3 separate regions of the Gossypium hirsutum genome follow, and regions 2 and 3 are each linked to region 1. The links are chromatin contacts, called in public Hi-C maps. All regions are on one chromosome and are shown on one strand. The core of a region is the stretch at or near the end of the contact, and the rest is flanking DNA. Distances in the headings are between cores, read along the strand shown. Region 1 holds the start of LOC107886360 (chaperone protein DnaJ). Region 2 holds the start of LOC107886295 (mitogen-activated protein kinase 17-like). Region 3 holds the start of LOC107886443 (transcription repressor MYB4).

Evidence for each region. Hi-C and Micro-C count contacts between places; a contact is called where the count stands out from the background.
Region 2: a Hi-C map of leaf shows a contact between it and region 1, with 2.7 times the contacts expected there. The contact joins the promoter of LOC107886295 here to the promoter of LOC107886360 in region 1. A contact is called at or near these places in 2 of 34 Hi-C or Micro-C datasets (both in leaf).
Region 3: a contact with region 1 is called in a Hi-C map of leaf, with 5 times the contacts expected there. The contact joins the promoter of LOC107886443 here to the promoter of LOC107886360 in region 1. A contact is called at or near these places in 3 of 34 Hi-C or Micro-C datasets (leaf and seedling).

The regions. Positions count from the first base shown.
Region 1 is chrA03:89,907,690-89,910,784 of Gossypium_hirsutum_v2.1, reverse strand. It overlaps LOC107886360 (chaperone protein DnaJ), which reads left to right and starts at 1,651. Exons shown (of 5, transcript XM_016810285.2): 1 at 1,651-1,999; 2 at 2,133-2,220; 3 at 2,331-2,401; 4 at 2,505-2,561; 5 at 3,026-3,095. The coding sequence starts at 1,799.
Region 2 is chrA03:89,409,797-89,412,891 of Gossypium_hirsutum_v2.1, reverse strand. It overlaps LOC107886295 (mitogen-activated protein kinase 17-like), which reads right to left and starts at 1,406. Exons shown (of 10, transcript NM_001326724.1): 1 at 1,001-1,406; 2 at 784-911; 3 at 623-682; 4 at 93-242; 5 at 1. The coding sequence starts at 1,406. LOC121222992 (a long non-coding RNA gene) reads left to right here and starts at 2,661. Exons shown (of 3, transcript XR_005920344.1): 1 at 2,661-2,797.
Region 3 is chrA03:90,259,572-90,262,666 of Gossypium_hirsutum_v2.1, reverse strand. LOC107886443 (transcription repressor MYB4) reads left to right here and starts at 1,548. Exons shown (of 3, transcript XM_016810400.2): 1 at 1,548-1,929; 2 at 2,040-2,169. The coding sequence starts at 1,800.

The sequences.
Region 1 (3,095 bases), core at 402-2,901:
AATAATATCAAACATACCTCAATCTAGTTACATGCATGGCCAAACTTCCTCCTAATCCTCTTCCAAACCAAACATGAAGCAAGAACTCCTTCCTCCTTCCTTAGAATTTTCGGTCAAAAGAGGATGAAAAAGGATGAACAAGTTTTTCTTTTCCTTTCTTTAGCTCACGGCAATGGGGAGGGGGGAAAACAACTACACACATTTTTTTTTTGTATTCATCATACTCCTTTTTATTATTTTATGCCCATGCCCCTTATTTTATTTTTTTCCTACATACCTCACTAGGCCAACATGTTCCCAACATGTTTCCACCCATAGCATGGCCAACCACTAGCTCAAATTTTGGGTAATTTGACATGCAAACCCATCATTTTCACAACATGCATTAATAGACCATTTTAAATTAGCCTATCATATTTTCACCATGTCTCATATCAATCCCTATTTAATAATTTCTCATGCAATTGGCAAAATTGGAGAATGAAACTTCCACATATCATGTACACACATAATAAGCATAGAATATGGAAATCAATTATTTTTATGACTCGGTTTTGTGGTCCCGAAACCACTTCCCGACTAGGGTCAATTTTGGGCTGTCACAATAAGAATTGCTACTTTTTAAGGAAAATGCATGACCTTTACAATCTCTATCTTTTACAAATGTTAAGATAGAACCTTCCCCTAGTTTTCATGGCTAAACTGAAACACTCTAGTTTTAATGGCTCAAATAGAAACCCTTTACAAATCACTTAAGTTTTTGTAACTTAAAAGCCTTAAGTAGCTCTTTACAACAAAGATGAATGATGTAAACAATGAAAGCCTCTCAAAGGTGTGTGTTTACAAGTGTTAGCTCTCTCTCAAAGAAAGAAAATAAGAATGATAAATAGATATAACAATAAGCAACTAAGAGATACGTGCAAGAGAAAATGAAAAAAAATAAAGAATTGAAAGTTTTTCTCTTGATTTATATGCTCGGATGTTCATCTCTTAAGTCTTGAAGTGTTCTTAATGTGTATATATAATAAGGCAAAAATTTGTGATCATTTATAGCCATTGGGGAAATTTCTAGCCGTTGGAAGCATTGCAGATCGACTTGTATCAATACAACTCACAAGATGTATAGGTAGTCATTTATACTCTTTTGATGTGAAAAAAAATACTCTTTTTAATTAATTTATATATTTTTAAAATTTTAATTTATGTTTGTCATGTGGTGTACTGAGAGGTAGTCATTTGACACTATTAGATTAGCTATCAATGCCATAATAGCACAATGTTAATTTGGAAATATAAGTTCAGGGCCATTCAGGTTAAAAAATTAGGACCCAACTAAATACAAATAAGTTTAGAAGTTAAAATATATATTCTTCTATTTTAAAATCTAAAAAAAATTCTTAAAAGAAAATAAAAAATTAATCACTGAAACTCATATTAATTACGGAAAGAATAGATGAGCTTCTGATACCTTTTAACCTTTAAATTAATCCTATTAATAGAAAAAAGTCCAGATTATAAGATTTACAGGTGTCAGCATCACAAGTGTTGGTTAAAACTGTCACGTCAGGCTAAGAGAAATATAGAAGCCTAAAAAGCGAGCTTTACCTTTCAAAAATATCTCCGATCTTTTGCACAAAATATCTTCTCTTTGCATATATATCCACATGTTTGTCGCCATAATGAAACAACACATTAGTTCCCGAACATTCCCGATTCAAATCAATCAAACAAATTCCCCAGATATTTTCTTCCTCCACGTTCCATTTTCTTTATATATATTTCATGTTCAATCCTTTTCATGCTTGGATTAACACCATCATCGGTTTTAAGTTTTCAGCACTCGTTCTTAAATATCTGGTTGTTTTTCTGTTGGGAAAAAAAAGTTGAGTCGGTGATGATGGAGGGTGAACCTGCTTTACCTTCTTATTATAATGTTCTGGGGGTCAAGGTTGATGCTTCTATTCAAGATATCAAGCGTGCTTATCGAAAGCTTGCAATGGTAAGCTTTTTCCTTTTTCAACATTGAACCAATGATCTCTGGGTTTTTTTTTTATATAGCATCCGTGCAGTTGTATAAGAAGTTTGAAGAACCTCAACTTATGGTTTGTTTGTTCTGTGAATGTGAGGAGCAGCAATGGCATCCAGATAGGTGGACGAGAACACCCTCTCTATTGAGTGAAGCTAAGCATAAATTCCAGCAAATTCAAGAAGCCTATTCGGGTAAGTAAGTCGTCATGCCCCAACGTTCCAGTTTAATGAATTTGCCCTAGTGGTTACGTTTTTTTGTTTTATATTGCCTTGGTTTAATTACAGTTTGTTTGTGTTGGTAGTTTTATCAGACCAGAGGAAGAGAACTCTGTACGATGCTGGGTTATATGATCCTGAAGATGAAGAGGATGAGGTGGGTTTTTTTTTTTTCAGAAAAGTTGGTATTTCCTTTAATTTCTTTTCCCTTCAGTAGTTTGGTAACAGTTGAATGAAACATTGGGGTTTTCTTTTTACAGGGTTTTTCTGATTTTATGGCGGAAATGATCTCTCTCATGTCTCAAACGAGGAAAGAGGTAATACATTTGTCCTACATTTTAAATACTCAATTCTCTTTCAAAATGGCAGTAGAAAATGTTATCATGTTACATTACTACCAAAATTAGATCTTGTTTTCTAAGTGTTTGTATATTGAGGAGAAGGAACCTGATTGATTTGATCCAAAAGATGAAAAATCATTAAAAGTATAAATCATGTTACATTTTAAGGTTCTTTTTTTGCATGATATGGTATAACATCGTTACAAATGATGATATTTGTACCCCCCATCACCAAGGCCTTGATTGTTGCTTGACATAATGTTTCAAGCGCGAACAATGACCATGAGGGGAGCTGGTGGCATAGAAAGACTAGCTTTTCAAAGTTGTATTTGTTTGTTGTGGGAACTGCTCCTTAATATTTCAGGTGACAACCAAATACAATGCAATTAGGATTTATTCGTGAAACTGTTAACATTGTTTCCTATAATTTGTGGTAACAGGAGAAAGTTTGCAGCCTGGAGGAGTTGCAGAAAATGCTATGGGATATGGCACAAGGATTTGAATCACCGT
Region 2 (3,095 bases), core at 157-2,656, 500 kb after region 1:
TCTGCAGATATTATGAAGAATCAAGATGGTTAGAAAAGATGTTGTCCCTGTTTAGAAAAAGCCAGGGAAGTATCTTAAAAGAGATGGCAAACCCTTGCAATTGTTTCAGCAGAGGGAGTGCCAAGCAAATCGGTCACAAGATCCAATTGGTCCACCACATTCTTCCCTGGAAACAATGGTTTTCCAGTGATCAACTCAGCAAATATGCATCCTACACTCCAAATATCGACCGCAGGGGTGTACTGCACAAATAATTGGGTTTAAAAATCAATTAAACAAAGTTCCTAGAGAAGTTTTGCTCAATTTGGTTCACCTGAATAGAATATAATTTCTACTAGCAGTGTATGCGTATGACATGTATATGATATATCTAGACATTCTTCAATTCACAAAGTATATGCAAGGAAGCTTCTTTCTTACTCAAGAACCGGCCATTTTACCTCCTCAAGCAGGGTAGCAAGCATGACACAAGAAGAAAACTAAAATATATAGTTTTTGTCGTTGCCTATTAACACAAAAATCCCTAAAAAGACTAAAAGAGGACAACTGAAAATTAATTATACATCTGACTAACAATTCCTATATTAAAACAATTGAAGAAAAGGAAAACAACAGTACATACGTTGGAGTAAAATGAACCGCACAGTTCAGGAGCACGATACCATCGAGTTGCCACATAATCCTTAACAGATTAAATGATGATCAGATAGTGAAAACAGCAAACATGGTACACACAATAGTTATGAATAGCAAAGCAGTCAGAAGCAAGAAAGAAGCACTAACAGTCCAAAAAATAGCAGAAGGAACGTCCGTAAATGACACCCGAGCGAGTCCAAAATCACAAAGTTTCAGTTTGCAATCCGCATTAGCAAGTATATTTTTTGGCTTTAAATCTCTATGGAAAACATGTGCTGAAAAAATTGAAAGGAAAAGATTAATAAAAAGTGGGTCATTTATAATCACAAATTGGTACAACAATTGAGATGTAAAAGAAGGCAACCTGTGTGAATGTATTTCAGACCCCGAAGAAGCTGGTATAAGAAAAACTGATGATGCTCAGGGGTTAGATCATCATTGATTTTTATAACATGGTGAAGATCAGATTCCATCAACTCAAAAACAACAAATATGTCTTTGAATTCTCTTTGACATGGAGGAAGCATTATGTGTTTTATCTGAACTATGTCAGGGTGACGCAGCAGCCGTAGAAGTTTGATCTCTCTCAGAATACGTGTGGCTTCAGATGTGTGCTCAAAGATATTGGCTATCTTCTTAATAGCTACCTTCTCTCCAGTGTGAGTATCAATTGCAGAGGCAACCACACCATAACTTCCTGTGCCTACTACTTCCTTTATTTCATATTGACTTGCTTCGCCATATTCGGTGAAAAAGTCTTTGCCAAACATTTTCTGATTAAAACAAATAACCATTAGATTCAATCTGAAAGAAAGTAACATGAAAAAACTTACTCCTAAGCATTCTCACAGTGTACTTAAAAGTTATACAAGAGAAGCATATCAAACCACCTATCATATAATATGAATGTTATGATTAACTCAAAGCCATTGATTTGGTAGATTTCTATATAGAGCCAAATGGATCTAACTACAGATTTATGTTCAAAATATTTTCTAAATATAAGAATAACTGTCACCCTTTGTTGAATGTTCAAGACTAATAAGAATCTCCAAGAAAATAGCTAAGAGGAGAAAAGAAAAAGCTTTATGCAGACGAATACTAACTATCATTAAAACTCAATAAAAGAAATTCAACCCAATAAACTTATAAATAAATCCCCTTTTGTTTTTCAGTCATTTTCATCGTAAAAGCTAAAATTTTCATTCTATGAGGAAACTTTCAAGCTTCAATATCACACATCTAACAGACATTCAAACCGCAGAAAAAGAAAAAAAAAAGTCTCATTTAAAAGAAAAACAGATACTTTAACTGATTAAGGAGCAAAAAGAGAAATTACTCTTTTTTTTTTTGTCGGCAAAAGAGGCCAAAGCAGAAGCTTGAATATTGATGAGTGATGAGAGAAGAGCTTCCTTCAAATAAACGCGGAGACAAGATATGAACTGCTCAAATAACACCTGCAACACCTTCTACGTATGAAAATACAGTGTAACGTAAACGTATATTTATACGTATATATAATACCCCGTATCAAGTAGGATGCTGACAAAAACTTGAATATGTCAAAACAGAACTGCTGTCAGAAAGGTCATCATTACTATTTATGTCACAAATATAAATTTGATAAAATACCGAATTTTTTTAAAAAAATCATCATATTTTTCTTTTGTAATAAAAAAAGGCATATTCATCTGAAAAAAGGACTTGATCGAAATTCGAACCTTATCTTATCCCCACGTTTCCGGAGCTATAAAGAGAGAGGATCGGGGAAGAGGTGAGGTGATGTCGTTTCAGGCATCGGCCATAGATGATAGTAAGTAGGATTGCTATTAAGTTGTAATATTAATAATTAGAATGAAATTTATCAGAAGGGGAAAGCAAAGCAAGGCAAGTTGAGTTGAGATTTTGACGCGGAGGCTGCGAATCGCTGAGTGGATGAAACTCGTGCGGTGAAAGGGTGATTTAGGGTTGAGCTCCGTCGCTTCTCCCTTCCCTCCCTTCACCTTCCGCACGCCCTATATTTATGGTTTTATTAACATGGCCAAATTTCGTATTGGGGATGATAATGAAGGAGGTGGTGCCACGTACGCAAAATACATTTGGAGTTCAATGTCTTGCACTGCAATTTGAGGGAGTAACTTTGTCGTCTGTGTTACGTAAGGTAACATCATTCGTCTATGAAATTGGAAATTTCTTATATATCAATTTAGATTTCTTTTCTTTTCTTTTGGGGCCAAGAAAATAGTCAACATCTTTAAGGGAAAAACTTATTAGTTAGTAAGAAAATTTCAATTTGATTATTTTTAAGTTTTTAAAATTATTTTTCCTCTAATCTGACTGCTAAGTGTGACACTTTTTTACTTAATATAATAATATTAATAGTCCTCATTTTTTATATTTTCTATAAATTTGATCTTAATTTTACATTCAAATTTTAAAAATCTTAAAATTAATTAAAA
Region 3 (3,095 bases), core at 299-2,798, 350 kb before region 1:
ATGGGAAGAAAAATGGAATAAACAGAAAAATTGAGAAATATTAATTTTCTGAATTTAAGTTATTTTAATGTATTTAAAATATTAAAATGATAGGTTTTACATGTTTTTAATTTGTTTTATGTGATAGAGTATTTTTTAAATGTGTTTAAAGTAATACAAATTTATTTATTTTTACACATTTTATTACACCCAGGCACATAAATGAATGAAAATCATTCCAGGATTCCGTTTTGTTTTTTATGGCAGCTGAGAGTATTTTTCAAGAAGAAAAGAAAATGTAGGAAAAAGCTTCAAGATCTTAGTTTAAGAAAAAAAGGGAAGGAATATCTTATCAGAAAGAATGAAGGTTGATGATTTGATAAGAATCAGATGAAATATTTTGTCAGTTAATGCCTTATATCTACAAATCAGTTCCTAGGGATGAGTATCATACTTTAATTGGATTGCCCCAAATATTGTACTATAGACTTGTATGCAAAATAAATTATTTAAAAAAAAATTATAGATTTTATAATGATGAAAAGAGAGACTGTTTGTTAAGATGGTCTGCCATTGTTGTTGAGAAATAGCTAAAAAAAACTATCAGTCAACCTACGTAACATGTGAAGGTGCCAAGTGCTAACTCCCATTTCTTCTTCTGCTACTGGGTATTCACTAAATAAATTAACCAATCAACTCTCTCTATACATACATACATGTAAATGTACAGACAATTATTATTTTTGAAGCCGAAACCAATAAAGAGAAATATAGGATGGGATGGAAGTTGGGGTAGCGGTTGCTGGAACCCAATTGCTTAATACAATTAGGCTGATAATGAATTCCTTTTATATATATAATATTTAAAATTATTTATAATATTTTTTTAATTTTTAAATTTAAAAATAAATGTGTTTTAATATGTTCGAATCTAACAATAATGTTAGTACTAATTAAGCTAAGACTCAATTAATAGAACTTAATGTTTTGATCATTTCGATAAATTTTAAATCTTACAATATTTTAATTTAAACAATCGCATTTAAGTATTAAAAGTAATGGAAACACATTTTATTGGTTCAAATTCATTTCATTCATTGGTTTTTTTTAAAAAAAAAATTTCATTTTTATTATAATGTAAGAACCTTGTTGATTTAATCGGTCAATTCCTTATTCAATAATAATTAAATAAAAATAAAAATTAATTAAATAGTTAAACCATCAATTATTTTCTTGTTTTTGATTTGTTTTATTTTCCATTATACAATAATGGTCAAACTAGTGGGATCATCGATTTTTGATTAACCGACTAGTTATTGTTACTAATTTATGTAAAATGTTTATTCTTTATATTATAAAAAAATTATAAACTAAAAAAAAAAATAAAACTTTCGCTCGGTTTAAATTTTGAATAATAGCAATTTTTATTTTATTTTATGAATGGAAAAGCTGAGAAATGAAGTAAAATATTTGATATTTTGGATTTTGATCTAGTCCCAAAGCAACTACCAGAAAAGTGACAAAAAAAATTGTCAAACTTTTACTAGCCTTTCTTTTGGTTTTGTAATTGAAATTTCGTCCCTTAAAACTTAGAAGTTGAGAAGAAACATGGAAACATGCATGACCAAACCACCAGTCAACACAACCCCCCCCCCCACCCCCACACCTTCTCCCTCTTTCTCCATTTCTCTTTTATCTTATAATTCTGTGTCGCTAAACAACCCTTAATATATACCCAAGAATCCCCCTCTTTTGTTGCCTTGGCGCTCTTTCACTTCTAATATCATCTGAGATTTTAGGGTTAAATTAGTGAGGAGAGAATGAGGAAGCCTTGCTGTGATAAGCAAGACACAAATAAAGGGGCATGGTCTAAGCAAGAAGATGAGAAGCTCATCAATTACATTCGAATTCATGGCGAAGGTTGCTGGCGTACTCTCCCTCAGGCTGCAGGTTTCTTATCTTATATGCATCATCATTTTAATCATCAATATTTTCCTTTTAATGTCAAGGGATGCTAATTGTGTATTATTCCTTCTTCTTTCCTATAAAAAATGGTTTAGGGCTCCTTCGATGCGGTAAAAGTTGTAGGCTGAGATGGATAAATTATCTAAGGCCTGACCTTAAAAGAGGCAACTTTACTGAAGATGAAGAGGATCTTATTATCAAGCTTCATGCACTCTTAGGCAACCGGTACCAATTCTCTCTCTATATCTTTTACATACTGACAAAATTTTGTTTTTTATAGACACAAGATAACATAATAATTCAATATTTAAATTATATTTGTTTTTTGAAAAAACTATAATATGTTAATAATATTATTAATTAGTAAGATTAGATTATCTTTATTAAAATTTTAAAAAATTAATTTTATTTATTAAAAATAGTTTTCTTAAAAAAATTATTAAAATAATATCTTTAATTAAAATTTATGATTTTTATTTCACTTAAGAATAAAATTGATTTCATTAAAATTTAAGAAAAGAATTAGTTTAATAGAGAGTATTATAAATAAAAAAAATTTATAAAACATAAAAATTTGGTTAATTTTATTAATGAAATGTTATTATAGAGGGTAATTATTATAATGAGAGTTCGCTATGTGTTTGACCAATTAAAATATATATCTAATTTAGATAAGCAAATCATGAAAATATGTAAAATTAAATTATTTTTATACATTATTATTAGTAATTATAGAAGTTTTACTTTTTATGAGAGAAATTAAGATTCTATATCTCTAGAATTAACCTCATCCAAAACATCAAAATGAAAATCTTTGCCACATGTGGCTTATAGACTTGAAATGGAAGTACAAGGCTTCTAATAAAAAGGGAAACTCAGAAAGTATTTATGAGTCGCCATGTATTATCATTTATCAACAATGTTTTGGTAGATGATTATCGTGGCTTAAGTTTTAATTTAATTAGTATTAAGTGTTTTTAAATTTCAGTTAAAATCGAATTAATTTATTGAATTGATTTAATTCGATTAATCGGTTGCAGGCCAGTTAATGATTTTTTGAAAGTTTGGTTATCGATTAATTTGTTCGAAATCGGGTAATTAATTGAATTAACTGAATTAACCAAACTTAATAATTAATAATATAAATTATA